Linked DNA regions of Mus musculus: region 2 is linked to region 1. The links are chromatin contacts, called in public HiChIP or PLAC-seq maps. All regions are on one chromosome and are shown on one strand. Each heading gives the region's core, a stretch centred on a gene start, on an enhancer-like site or on the middle of the called end of the contact. The rest is flanking DNA. Distances are from core to core; before and after follow the strand shown.

What was found. HiChIP or PLAC-seq counts read pairs in DNA pulled down with a chosen protein or histone mark.
Region 2: a contact with region 1 is called in an H3K27ac HiChIP or PLAC-seq map of oligodendrocyte precursor cells, with 5 times the contacts expected there. The contact joins two enhancer-like sites. A contact is called at or near these places in 4 of 484 Hi-C or Micro-C datasets (adipose-derived mesenchymal stem cells, embryonic retina, myocytes and 1 more), 3 of 115 datasets of contacts at active chromatin or transcription factors (embryonic stem cells, extraembryonic endoderm stem cells and oligodendrocyte precursor cells) and 1 of 9 other capture datasets (adipose tissue).

What each region holds. Positions count from the first base shown.
Region 1 is chr11:8,583,457-8,590,728 of GRCm38.p6, forward strand. The region is part of intron 3 of Tns3 (tensin 3); the gene reads right to left. Among named protein-coding and RNA genes, the nearest start is that of Tns3, 77 kb to the right of the region's middle. Within about 2 kb of position 4,030, at least 20 of the 459 cell types and tissues checked have an H3K27ac peak or open chromatin away from gene starts, as enhancers often do. A contact at or near this core is called in oligodendrocyte precursor cells, where this site is marked.
Region 2 is chr11:8,947,427-8,954,698 of GRCm38.p6, forward strand. Pkd1l1 (polycystic kidney disease protein 1-like 1) reads right to left here. Exons shown (of 52, transcript XM_017314870.1): 9 at 6,436-6,642; 10 at 2,923-3,104. Among named protein-coding and RNA genes, the nearest start is that of Pkd1l1, 24 kb to the right of the region's middle. Within about 2 kb of position 2,810, at least 23 of the 459 cell types and tissues checked have an H3K27ac peak or open chromatin away from gene starts, as enhancers often do. A contact at or near this core is called in oligodendrocyte precursor cells, where this site is marked.

The DNA of each region.
Region 1 (7,272 bases), core at 2,780-5,279:
GTCAAGAGTGATTATTTTTCTACCAATTTCTCTAAGAGATGCATGGTTAAAACCACTACATGCTACTACATAGAATAAAGGTATGTTTGCATCCAACCCTTTGTGAATCATCAAAAATTCCAATCCTGTTGGGTCCTGTGAATGAGCTCCCTAGAGCACCACAGAACCGTGGAAGAGTGGAGAGACATGCCCTCGGGATCCCAGCGTGTTTTTACATGTTCGTCACTACAGTGGAAGCCTGGGTGCTTGCTCTCTCCACTGGCCCTCTTTCTTATTGTTCTCCAGATGCCCGTAGGACAACTCTCTAAAGCGGGCGTGAAGTACACATGCACGGAGATCAGGAAAGGAGAAGCAACCCAGCGGCATCAGCCATCACTCACTAAAAGGCTCTCAGTAAGTGCGCACGAGGCCTAGGGGGACAATTTGGCAGAGCTCAGCACACACCATTCCCTGAGTGACCCCACTCCCAGCATCAAAACAAATGAATCAGTAAATAAATGCAAGTAACTTCCAATAAATCCACCAATAACCTTTCAGGTACGAGACAAAGGAACAGAGAAGGCGGGTCACTAGCCACCTCTGCACTGCAGGTGGGAGAGGAATCAGTTTCCTGCTTAAAGAAGGAACCATCTTGGTACCCAAAGCATCATGAAATTGCTTTGATCAGAATGATGTGACTCAGGATAAGCTACATAAAACTGGAGGCAGATTCACTTCAGCTTTGACAGGAAGCCAGAGGGCAACAGTTTCCTTCCTTCCAAATCTGGAGAGTGAGTGGGGGAGAGATATCATGGCCTTGTGAGCTTGGGAGAATCCTGAGACCCAGAGTGCAATGTGGGTCAGGCCACCTCTCATCTAGGCTGAGAACAGCATCCAGGCAGAAAATTTTTCCAAGAAGCACTTTTTATCACTTTACAGCTTTTACAGCTGCTGGTAAATATCGCTAACCAATGAACAGGCCCATTGTACTTACTAGCTTTAGAAAAGGTGAATTATTTAACTGTTTTTTATGACTGGGATTATCACTCACTATAAAAGGAGGAGGTGACTCAAGAGAAAAGTTCCTCATCCCCTGATGCTGTCACTCAAAGAACAGAACACTCTATTTAAATGCTGCACATGCTAGACTGCTGGGGCCACACTGAAGCCCCACAGACACAGATTAAACAATAGAGGCTTTTATTTCCTCGGCCCAGGAGGCCAACTTCCTTCTTTGAAGTTGTCTTCTCCTTGTTCCCACATGTGGTTGGTCACCTACCTGCCTACCTGTATCTTAGAGTCTTCTTAGGAGAACAAAGGTCACGTGGGATTAGAACCCACTCTAGAGACTTTGTTTGAACTTGACCTCTTAAAAGACCATGCCTATAAACACAGCCATGTCCTAGAGTCAAGACTCCATCACATGAACTTGAAGAAACAAGGTTAGCCTAACAGTTATCAAAGGTTTCAGAGACCCAAAGCATTCTCAGAACACCAGTCAAGACTAGACCCCCACCAGCAACAAGACTCTTCATTCAAGGCTGCTCCTGGAACAATTCCAAAGCCTGAGGCCAAGGCCAGTGAATGTCAAGGTCAGGCTCCCCAAGGAGCCTGCGAGGAACAAGGGACCCTCAGGGACAGGGGCATGAAATGCAGGCTGCAGTACTTGTTAACCTTTCTGAGGATGAAAGCCCTCTCTACCTTTGCTCCTGGGACCTCTTTGCTAGGCATGACCCTGGAATCCTTAATTAGGCTCACATTCCTCAAGAAGCCCTGTTATCCACTAAGTGGGAAAGCCCAATTTAGCTTGCTCTAATCCCCATGAGAAACAAGCCAGCAAGGCAGACACAATTAAACCCCAGGGCTGCCTGCCACAGACAGGGCTCCAAGATAGGAGGCAAGGTGGTGAAATTACAGGAATTGGGGCTTTCTGTTTCCCCCAAAGGTAAGAGGACTAGAGAAGATCATGCCTCTGGCATAGTTATCAGCAAGTCCACCCCAGCATTCTTTCTCTCTGTTCTGGGATCGGCTGGCCTGAGTCTATGTCAGCTCTTAGGCCTGCGTGTCCTCTCCAACCTCTGTGCTTGTGAGTTCTGGGGGAAAGGACTATTGTAAAGCATCTTGGATCTCCTTATGTTTCAAGCAAACCATATGGGTCTTGTAGGAGATGAAACAGAATTAAAAGGCCAGACAGAACACTGTTCTGCATCCTCTAGGCTCCCCAACATCAGAAGTCAAATGTGAGTCTATCATTGGAACAAAATTCTGAGAATTCTCATTAGTGAGTGAAAGATACCCTTCCCAGGACACTTACTGGGCTCAAGTTCTAACAGAGACACCAGGACAAGACCATTTACCCAGGGACTGGTGTAAGAGCCTGTGTGGTAGATCTGTCCAAAAGTACGAGGTCAGGATGCATGGCCAAGGACAAAGCTTGCATGCCAGGCTCTCAGGCACACAGACGAATGGGCCAATCCTAGACTCCCACCATCAAGCAACTCCGGGGCCCTGCCTACAAACTCTTCAGCCAACACTTATCAGATTCTTTTGTCTGGTCTCCTAAACAGAAAAACAAAGACTGCATGATAATAAGTAAAATGTTTGCTAAAGAACCAGAAAAAAAACTAATAAATTCATTTGCATTGGAGAAAGACTAATCCTTTCTAAGCCATTCTCCCCACTTAAAATGCCAAGGACCAAAATGTATTTGCTTCAAAATAAGCAGACAATTTCCACAGCAAGAATCAGGTCTGATGTGAACAGCCGCATTTCCCCCAGATCCTTCCTCATGTGCCCAGCACTGTGTCACTCAGCAATCACAGTTAACAAGACAGAATGCTGGCATTGGTCACTCGTGGTTTAGCTAGTGAGGACAGACTGCCATACCAGGCACAGTGTTCCAGGTCTTTAATCCTAGTTTTTGTGAGGCAAAGGCAAGAAGAACTCTGTTAGTTCAAGGCTAGCCTGAACTACTTAGCAACTGCTAGGCTGGCCAGGGCTCCACAGTGAGAGCCTGTTTAACAGAAAAGGAAAACAATGACAATTAGCTCTGTGACAAAGAACCCTGTACTATCCCTCCTGCCCTCACCTGGGTAGGTCTCTTGTGTTTCAGATATAATAGCATCACTCGGGTTCTTTGCAAAGTCAGTCATCCCCCATCAAGAGGTCCAGTCAATGCAGATAGAGAGATGACTCAGCAATTAAAAGCACTGGCTGCTTTTGCAGAGGACCCCGGTTCATTTCCTAGCACCCACATAAAGGCTCACAATTACTTCTAACTCCAGTTCCAGGGGATTTAACACCCTCATCTAACCTACCTGGGAACTGCAAACACCTAATGTATGCCTGCAGGCAAACACATATATTAAGTAAAAATAAATAAAATCTTTTTTTCAAAGAGTCAGCAGCAATCCCTTCCCCTTGAGTCTGATGATTTCCTAGTTTGTCTTGGGATCTGTTATGACCAATGAAATAAGGTAGTTTAAAAACCTTCTTCTGCCTCCTCCTCTTCTTCCTCCTGATCGTCCTTCTTCTCATGGGAAAGTAGGAGCGTTAAACTCACTCTGAAGCCCAAGCTAGGCTCAAACGCACAGCAATCCTGCCTCAACCTCCACGCTAAGTTGGAGCATAGCTGTGTGCCAATAAACCCAGAGTAAATATGGTAGAACTTTGGAAGCCCAGATTTAAGGGGCTGCAACTGTTGTTTCTACCACGAGTGCATCCATGGATACCACCAGCTGCCATATTGAAAGGAAGCCAACACTACCAGGTGGACAGACAGGTCTACAAGAAGACACACTGAGCCATCCAGTTTCTTGTAAAACACTGGAAAGGAGCATGAGCGTGTCTGGGACCAGCCTTGAGCATCCACCTCGCAGCCTCGCCTCCTTTTGTCCTATGACAGACACATTCACATCTCTCTCACTTCTTTCAACAACTATAAATAAAGGGATTTGTTAAGTCTATCCTTCCCACTCCAAAACAGAGTGCCAGCAGGACATCTCTGCTTACACAGAGGGGGAGTGGGGGGAGGGATCTGAATAAGTTCCTTCCGGCCTCTCACAAACGCAGCTGTAACTCCCCTCCTGCCAGACACAAGGAACACAGTACCGACTATGTTCCAGGGGAGCAGTCAAGAGGGAGACAAGAATGGGCTACCCCACCCAATTCCAGGACGAAGTATTTTGTACACTTCATAGGAGATTCCTGTGCAAATGTCCAGACCCCTAACCTGTCATTTGCTAACACCTCACTCCCTTTCTCCTCACAAAGAAAAGCTCAAAGGAAGAATGACTGTTTCTGAAGGCCTGTGAGTGAGTGGCACTTACACAGGGGGATTTGTGCGCTCCCCACACTGGCTTCATGTTCAGACTGTCTACCAGGAAAGGGTCCTCCCATAAGTAAAGGGCTGAGGTCCAGTCAAGCAGCACTTCACGCAAGCTTCTACCACAGCCACGCAGAATCTGAGAGTTCCATTTCAAACCATCACACAGTCTCATGGAGCTGGTCAAGTAGCTGATTTACAAGGACCAGTGGCTGATGATATAGAGAAAGCGTCCAACACCACAGAGGGATCCAGTTCTTATAAATAGATGGCTTTCCACAGTGGACGTGGGCCCTTTCAACCAGCATCTTAAATACAGAGAGCTACCCATCACATCTCCAACTCCTCTTGGGTCAGTAGTCTCAACCTGCTGTCACTCATTAATTCATTCCTTCACACACTAGTCATTCACAATGGTTAATCAAATACCATATTTCAGGACAGGACAGTCAACCATTAGTAAGAAATTGTAGTGTCTTCCGGAATACAACTTAAATCAGAACACTAAGGGAAATTTTCTTTCAAGACATTTTTGTACAAAGTGTCTAAGAATGATGTAATGTAAAATAAGTAAATAAATAAGAAGTAATGACAGCGCAATGGTTAAGAGCACACACTGCACTCAGAGAGGAAGAATCTGAGTTCAGTTTCAGCAGCCATCTTCCAGTTACTGCCTCTTACTTTAGCTCCACAGGATCCAACACTCTCTTCTGGCCTCTGCTGGCACCTGCACTCACATGTGCATACACACAGACATGTACAAGGACTCATAGTGAAAGATAAAACACGTCACTTAAAAATTAAAATAAGGGCTAGGCGTAGTGGTACATGCCTTTAATCCCAGCACTCGGCAGGTGGATTTCTGAGTTCGAGGCCAGCCTGGTCTACAGAGTGAGTTTCAGGACAGCCGAGGGCTACACAGAGAAACCCTGTCTCGAAAAAAAAAAAAAATTAAAGTAAGGGCTGGAGAGATGGCTCAGAGGTTAAAAGCACTGACTGCTTGCTCTTCCAGAGGTCCTGAGTTCAATTCCCAGCAACCACATAGTGGCTTGCAACCATCTGTAATGGAATGCAATGTCCTCTGCTGGTGTGTCTGAAGTCAGCTACAGTCTGAAGATGAGCTCTCATGAAGATGTACTCACATACCTAAAGTAAGTAAATACATCTTAAAAAAAAAATTAAAGTAAAAGTTACCATAATTTTTATATCTGACTAGTTAAATCTTTATTTCATATATTCTGCAAAGAGTCCCCACCTCACACCATGTGACATTAACCTAGCATCCAACACTTATCATCCACCAGTGTCCTCACAACGCTGTCCAGGCCACCTCTGTAGGACATCACACTCACAAGCCACCTCTGCTCCACCTCATCAGTACTCCAGGCCTAAGATGTCCCCAGTAAAGGACCCCACAGAGGGGTTAGAGAGGGAGCAGAGGGCTGGCCTAGCAGGTGGGGGTTCTGGGTTCAAAGTTCAGCACGGCTGAACTGAAACAAACAATAAACATGCCCTTCACTTCTCCTCTCCTGACCCCATTCAAGGCCTTCAAGATCAGAGCCTCCAAAGGATCCACCAGCTAAGCACGGGACCCTTCAGATTCAAAGGAGGGCAATCTACAGTAAGACTGGAATTGCAGATTTTTACCCTACATTCTACATTCCATTCATTCGGATCTTCCAGCCTTCCTTAAGGCTCAGCAAGTATTTATTGTCCCTAAGATCCGGTAAGCAGGGAGATGCTTAGTAACAGGAAGACTAAAACCTGTAATCCTCCAATGTCCTCCCCTGCTCACCCACCCACTTGTTCAGCAAGTCTTGGGGAATTCTCCGGTGGTGAGTCAAAAGTCTGGAAACACACAAAAATGAATTCAGTCGGCTGCCCCTGGGAGGTGGAAATAAGGAAGCTCTGGGCTCTTTCTGTGTTCAGGGGACCGTGGGGGTGGCCACTTCCTGAATCCTTGCCCAAAATTAACAGCTTTACAGAAGTGGCAGAGCCTTGTCAACAGAAGCTTGGTTTCGCAAGTTAAAATGCGGAGAGGACTGGTGTGTGCAGTCAGTTCAGCCCTGCTTCTAAAAGAGGTGTGTGTGTGTGTGTGTGTGTCTGTCTGTCTGTCTGTCTGTCTGTCTGTTGTCCCTGTGTAGGTGGGGTTGTTTCTCTTCCAAACTCTTACTCTAGAAGTGGCTGAAGAAGAATTCAGTGGCAGCAGGACAGAAGAATTCAGCGGCAGCAGGACATAAACCTCTACATGGAATACACCCCATCTAGAGGAAGGTCACCCTAGAGACCACCACGAACTGGCCCCGAGCACATACAGTCATGACCAACCACCAGCTGGCTGTCCAGAGGCACACCTGGCAACAGCACAGGGTCGTGTTGGGGGGGAGGGGGTGGCTGGGAAGCAAAGTGAAGTATCTGAAAGTCTTATAAGGATGAAGACACAGGGGCTGGAGAGATGGCTCAGTGGTTAAGAGCACTGACAGCTCTTCCTGAAGGTCCTGAGTTCAAATCCCAGCAACCACATGGTGGCTCACAACCATCCTTAATGACATCTGACGCCCTCTTCTGCTGTGTCTGAAGACAGCTACAGTGTACTTACATATAAAAATAAATAATAAATAAATCTTTTTTTAAAAATCTGCTTTGCTTGAAAAAAAAAAGGATGAAGACACACAGAGATAACCTAAGGACAAGCCTATAAAGATACCACCAAGGTCCCCTGCCCAGGCAGGACAGAGAAGTACTGTTAGGGTAGGAGAAGGTGCTCAGAATACCTCTCCCCACCTAAACTTCGGCTCTGGAAGACAATACTGGGAAGATACTAGAAGAGCCCTGAGTGGACCAGAGATTCTCAAGACTTTCAGAACTTCTCTGACATGTGCGACATGTGCTTCCTTGGTAGGTTCCACCGTTTCTCAAATATGTACAAATAACAGCCCAGGGGGCCTCTCCGTTGGGTGTTCCTCTGC
Region 2 (7,272 bases), core at 1,560-4,059, 360 kb after region 1:
ATTTGGAAGAGACCATACCTCTCACCCTTTGATATCAGTGGTGCAGGAGCTGGGCCTGTCTTCCCACTCACTGGCACAGAGACCACTGTCCTCCACATAGGATCTTGCTTCCTTCTGATTTGTGTCATGTACCCTGGCCTTGGAGTTTCTTTTGTTACTCCTTCCTCTCCTTATGTATGGCGCCCCCTCCCCTGCTTATAAGTAACACGGCCTCACAATTTGTAGAAGGCTCCTTTGCAATCACTCTGCCAATGCTACATCTTGTCTCTGAGACAACTTCACATGGTGAGACAGGAATGTCACACTATCCCAATTTTAGGAAGAAAGCACATTGGCAGAGGCCTTGTCGGAGGTAGGGGGGAGTTTGCCCTGTTTCACTCAGAGCTGGTAAAAAATGGGGCCAGCAGGAGACTTGAGATGATTCTCCTTCCATCTTGCCATCTTTCTGTAAGATAATAATTGCATGAGCCACAAGATAAGGTAGTTGCACCATCAGGGAGGACTGCGGAGACAGCATCATCCCAGCCTTGGGCAGACATGCTTAAACAGGCGTGTGACAGGCAGGAAACAGTATGGAAGCTGGGTCAGCCTCCCTCATCAGGGCAACTTGCTTCCATAAGTGTCGCTTAAACCTGAACCTTAAAAGCCCAATTCCCTGTCTAGCCTGCAGGCACTGCATTCTGGTAACTTCTGTTCATGAAGCTGCATGAGGCAGCACTGCAGCCACCTGAGAGCCTCTACTGGGGAGCAGCATCCCTAGGGCACAAGAGAACTCGGTGTTCAGTGTGACTCACAAGCTGTGCAGAGAAGCTGTCCACTGCTCACCCGGAAGATTCCTTACTGCCCAGACACAGAGCTCTCATTTTTAGGTGCTGTGATGTGTCCTGGTAGTTGACAGTGTGAAGGTGACACAGATACAGACTTAGCCTGTCAGGCTGTGTGTGTGTGTGTGTGTGTGTGTGTGTGTGTGTGTGTGGTGTGTGTGTGTGTGTGTGTGTGTGTGTGTGTGTGTGTGTGGTGTGTGTGTGTGTGTGTGTGTGTGTGTGGTGTGGTGTGTGTGTGTGTGTGTGTGTGTGTGTGTGTGTGTGTGTGTGTGGTGTGGTGTGTGTGTGTGTGTGTGTGGTGTGTGTGTGTGTGTGTGTGTGTGGTGTGGTGTGTGTGTGTGTGTGTGTGTGTGTGGTGTGGTGTGTGTGTGTGTGTGTGTGTGAAGGACTGAGAGCTGAGAGCTGTCTACAGCATACACATAGGTAGAACCAGGGAAAGGGTACCTCTCCCCTCCACTGCACTAATGAAGCATCAAATCCCACATTTGGGTGTGGTAGACATGAAGGGTCACAATGACAAAGGAGCTGGTTTATGAATGGGGCCATGTGGCAGGCACAGGGGTATATTCAATGAGAGCCCTGAACTTAGACTCAACGCTGAGGACAGTGCACAGCAGCCATATGAGTGAGGAATGGGAGTAGAGAACAACACACAGCTAAGGACAGTGGCTTTCCCTCTGAGCTGAATGGTGTGCAGACGGTCAGAGCAGGGAAGTAAGGGCTCTGGCTTTGTCTTAAAAGACTCCATCCTGTCTTGGAGGACTGGCTGTGGTTGAGGGTGGACATAAGCTGAGGCCCTGGTGGCTCCATCCATGCAATGCAGGGGAAGTATGAGGGAGTTGTGTCTAGGGGAGACGTAATGAGGTTTCCTGACAGGCATGAAGTGTGAGAGAAAGAGATATCAAAACACTGAGGAAAGTTTTGGCCTGAGTGACTGGAAGAATTGTTTCCTCGGGGTCCCAGCACCAAGAGAGGGAAGAGGACATGAGCCACCAGCCCTAATCAGGAGCTATCTCCAATTGAGAAATGCTCAGCTGAAAAATACCCAAAAAAGGAGAATTGCATTTTGTCCAACAGACCCTCACTGTGTATACACACCATACCTAATGGCAGCTGTAGGTGGGCAACACAAAATTGGTTGCATGGCATTACAAGGGTGGGTTTCTTGTCTTATATTGCTTTGTTTGGACATTTTTTAAAAAAACCTAACTGGATGTTTGCTTATATATATTATGATTACTGACTTTGTGTTCTTACAGATTTTATTTATGTGTGTGTCTTGGCGTGTGTGCGTGTTTCTTAGGCTTTTCTCTCTCTCTTCATTATTGTAGTTTAATTGCCTGCTTGTCTTCTAGAGAGAGTGAGACTGAGAAGGCATGGAGTTGGGTGAGTGGGGAAGTGGAGAGGATTGGATAGTATGAGGGAGGGGGAACTGTGATCAGAATATATTGTATAAAAATTGATTTTTAATAACGAAAATACTTGTTTCATGGATAGAGGTGGAGAAGGCCATTGGGAAGAGGTGGAATTTGTGGCTTGGTGACTTCAGGCACAGGACAGTGGCACAAAGGTGTTAGTGACAGACAGCACAGACTGAGTGGTGTACAACAGGGGTCTGGGGTTATGGGGAGGGCTGCATGAGCCTGCATGAGCCTGCATGAGTGGAGGCTGCATGAGGCTGCATGCTGGGAGGTAGAGGATCCCGGTGGAAGGCTGGAAAAGGCCTGTCAGGCTGGGCTGTCTGGGCCAGAGTCTGTGACCGCAGAGCTGAGCCTTACTAACAGGCAGCTCTCTGCCTCCCCCCCCCCCCCCCACTGGCATCTGACTACGGAGTCCTAATGAAAGGGTGGCATTTACATTGCACATTCCAAAATCACAGTTTTAAGCAGCACCTTAAAAAAAACTACTCACATTTTACTCTCCTTTCCTATATTGGCTTACACTTGGATAATGAATAGAGCAGTTCAACTAAAGAAAGCGGGTACACAGAAATGTCTCAACCTACTTTGGCAGAATTCCCAGACTAACTCTCCTAGTATTCCTGAGCCAGGGCTTGAAAAAGTAGGAGCCGGAGAGTCTCACAGTTCTGTATTCTCACCTGAGAGCAGCCCCTGGGTTGTCAGGGTCATAGGACTGGGCCCCTCTGAGGATGATGAAGGTTGAGGTGGCCGTGGAGATGAAGATGTGTGTGCCTTCAGAGATGACGCTGACAGGCGCCCTAGCTCGAACTTCTACACCAACACAGTAGTTGCTATACACCATGCTTCCCTTGATCTGAACCTGAGAGAGCAGAGACAAGGGGGGGGGGGATCACATGAGACCAAGCAGATGCTTCCTGGATCTACACATGTGACACAGGCCCTCAGCTCCACAATGCTCACTTACAGCAGTCATCTGAGGATGTGACTGGAGGGAACAGCATGGATCTATTAATATGTAAGCCTACCTAAATGTACAGTTATCTAGGTGTGTGTTGGTCTGGATTTTGTCAGGTTGATACAAGTTGGAGAAGAGAAAATCTCACCTGAGAAAATGCCCTTATCAGACTTTGCTGTAGGCATCCCTGTGGAGCATTTTCTTGGTTGGTGATTGATGTGGAAGGGCCTAGCCCACTGTGGGCAGTACCATCCCTAGGCCTGGGTTATACAAGAAAACAGACTGGGTGAAGCGGGAAGAGCAAGCTAGTAAACAGCATTTCTCCACGGTCTCTGCTTCAGTTGCTGCCCCAGGTTTATGTGTCGGGTTCCTGTCTTAGTGTCCTTCAGTGGACTGTGACTCAAATATGTAAGTCAAATAAACCCTTCCCTCCCCACATTGACTTTCATCACGGTGTTTATCACGGCAATAGAAAGCAAAGTAAGACAAGGTATTTAAATACCCATGCTCCCTGTATACACATGGCTGACAGTTTCCAAACCTCCACTGGAAACTGTGTTTCTCCATGGTCTTGACATTTGTTGGCTCTTTTTACCCTGTTACATCTAATAGGAAAGAAAGGGGTTGACAATGGGGCCAAGAGGTCCCCCTTCTGCACAGTTAAGGAGTCAGTGGGTGTGGGGAGCAGAGGAGGGGATAAAACACATAATGGTCTTTGAGAAATGTGGGTGGGGCATAGACTGGGTTCCTAGATAGACATAAAGGAGAAGGCAAGGTGAGCTTTACACTCTGTTTCCCAGGTAAGGATGCAGTGTGACCAGTCACTTCACACTCCCGTCACATGCCTCCCCACTGAGATGAACTTTAAGAGCCCAGCCAGCCCTCAAGTTGCTTTGGTCATGTACTCTTTCACAATGAGAAATGTAATTAATGTGTAGTCAGAACTTCTCTAGGTGGGCCCCCTACCCAGTGCCTGCTGCACCCTGAAGCTGCAAGCAAGCTCTGAGCAGGTGCCATGTCTGCGGAGGATGGCAGCTCAGTGTGGAGCTGCCAAGGAAGGGGCAGGAATCTGAGGTCTAATTCTCAAATGTAACATGCCAATGAGAGGGGTCAGAAAAAACCACTTCATCAGAGGTCCCCAAAGCCTAGACACAGGCAGGGTCCATGCTAGAAGAGTTAGATACAGCTAATGAGCAAATGTGCCAAAAGACAGTGATACAGGATAGATATGTGGCCCTAGCTGTGACCACCGACCTTCCAGCCAGTTTATGCAGGACTGGGCTTATCCTTTCAGGATTTCACCCCATCCCTTTGGCTATAATCCTAGACCCAGAGTTTCCTGAAGGGTAAAGAGGGGGAAGCTCTCAGATTCACTGTCAACTCCTTTCCTTTTGACCTGCTAGTAATGAAGAGTCTAACCTAACAGTGACATCTAAAAGTGACATCAATATTCAGCCATCTGCAAAGCCAAGTTAGCATCAGCATGAGGCTTGTCTGGGAGGACGAACAGGCCCATCGAGGGACACTCTCCACCTTCTCATGCTTCCACCAGGGCACCAAGACATGAGGGCTGGCTGATAAAAGCCAGTTTCCACCGTGACCCGGGAGTGTCCCCTAGACCAGTGGCTCTCAACCTTCCTAATACTGCAATCCTTAAGCACCTCATGTTGTGGTGACTCCGAACAGTAAAATTACTTTTGTTGCTACTTCATAACGGCCGTTCTGCTACTGAATCATAATGTAAATGTGTGTTTTCTGATGGTCTTAGGCAACCTCTGTAAAAGGGTAGTTTGACACACCCCCCCCCCCCAACAAAGGAGTTGCAATCACAGGTTGAGAACCACTGCTCTAGACTATGACAGGATCAGGGTGACCTAATGCTACTACCCTAGGACTCTGCTCCCATGAAAATAAAATCTGCTACTTTTCAGTCAATCTTTCCAAAGAGAAACATCTTAGAAATAGGATTTTCCTACCTGTGACTAAGACAGTGGCCCTCAAAGCACACCCCACAGCCTTCTGTCCTCCATGGACAAGTGTCTGGTTCTTACTGAGACCAGCAGAGAACAGTGAACAGCCTCTGTTCATGTTCCCCACCAGGGCCCGGTAGCCTCATTTCTTTGAGGGACAGTTTGGGTATTTGGGACCCTTCTGATGGGCTTCCTGCAGCCTGGGCTAGGACTAAACCTCGGTGGAACCAGTTACCCCACATAGTGAGAACACCCACTCCCCTGTAGAGGTTTGGGTCCTAAGGACCGTTTCCTCATCCTGGTCTTCTGACTTCACTACAGTCTGACCCAGGGCCATCTTCCTGGTTCCAGTCACTACACACGGCTAACCTGCAGCCACAGTTTCTACACATGTGAGCAAACTGTTCAGGACCCTCCTTCATGAAGTCACTCAACGCAGTGACTTCCCTTTTCCCACGTGATCTAGAACATTTTTCCAGCCCCAAGCACAGTACTGGCTGAGGGTCACAGTGGGTCCGTCTCTCATGGCCTCTGGTGGACATCCTCCCTTTTCTTCCCTAAATGCAGCATCAATACTCTTCTTCTATTCCTCTACCAGCACAGGGTTAGTTCAAAGTAGGCGCACAGTCTTTAAAAAGACAGAAATAGGGCTGGTGAGATGGCTCAGCGGTTAAGAGCACCGACTGCTCTTCCAAAGGTCCTGAGTTCAAATCCCAGCAACCACATGGTGGCTCATAACCATCCGTAACGAAATCTGATGCCCTCTTCTGGAGTGTCTGAAGACAGCTACAGTGTAATTATATATAATAAATAAATAAATAAATATTTTTAAAAAAGACAGAAATAGTTTTTTGTTGATTACTTGAACAAAATTAGAACATATATTCTCTGGAAAATTAAAAGATTGTGTGTGTGTGTGTGTGTGTGTGTGTGTATGTATGTGTGTGTGTTTGCACATGTGCACACATGTGCACCAGCCTACGTAGTGATTCATTCCCCTGTCTCTACCTCTCCCCGCAAGTACTAGGGTTACACATACACATTGTATACATTGTCACCCTTGTGCGATGAATGCTCTTCCTCAGTGAGCTACTTTTCCAGCTAAATGAAAGATTTTTTTAAAAATTCTACCCATACCTTAAACAATAACAACAATAACAGCAGCAGCAGCAATTCCCTTGCATTGGCTAAAAGAGGTTTTCTCTAGAGCTTGTGGAGAGGATTGGTTGGCTTGTCAGGGCTCGTGGAACAGTGTGTGAGCTGACCTTGGCGATGGCGGTGTAGTTCCCACATTCCAGTGTGTAGCTTGGGAGCATGATGGTCTGTCTGCGGGTGTTGACAGCAGTAGGGAGGGTAACAGTGGTCATCTCAGCACTCACAAAGCTCCAGGTGTAGGAAAGCCCTTGGGAAATGTTACAGAGGATGGCAGCTTCAAATGTCACTCCTAGTCTCAGGGGCTGAGACCTCCATATCTGGGAATTGACAAGACGGGTCATGTCACTGAATGCCAACCCTGATGGTACAGCAAGCGGTTAGAAGTGTAAATGGCTGGCCATCATTTACCCCAGTAAATACCCAGAAGATGCTCCAACATGTAATAAGGACACATGCTCCACTATGTGTATAGCAGCCTTATTTATAAAGGCCAGGAGTTAGAAAGAACTCAGATGTCCCTCAACAGAGGAATGGATACAGAAAATGTGGTACATTTACACAGTGGAGTACTCAGCTATTAAAAACAATGAATTTATGACATTCTTAGGTAAATGGATGGATCTGGAGGATATCAACCTGAGTGAGGTAACCCAATCACAAAAGAACACACATGATATGCACTCACTGATAAGTGGGTATTAGCCCAGAAGCTCGGAATACCCAAGATACAATTTGAAAACCACATGAAGGAAGACCAAAATGTGGATACTTTGATCCTTCTTAGAAGGGGGAACAAAATACCCATGGAATACAGAGACAAAGTGTCGAGCACAGACTGAATGAATGACCATTCAGAGACTGCCCCACCTAGGGATCCATCCCATATACAGTCACCAAACCCAGACACTGTTGTGGATACCAACAAGAGCTTGCTGACAGGAGCCTGA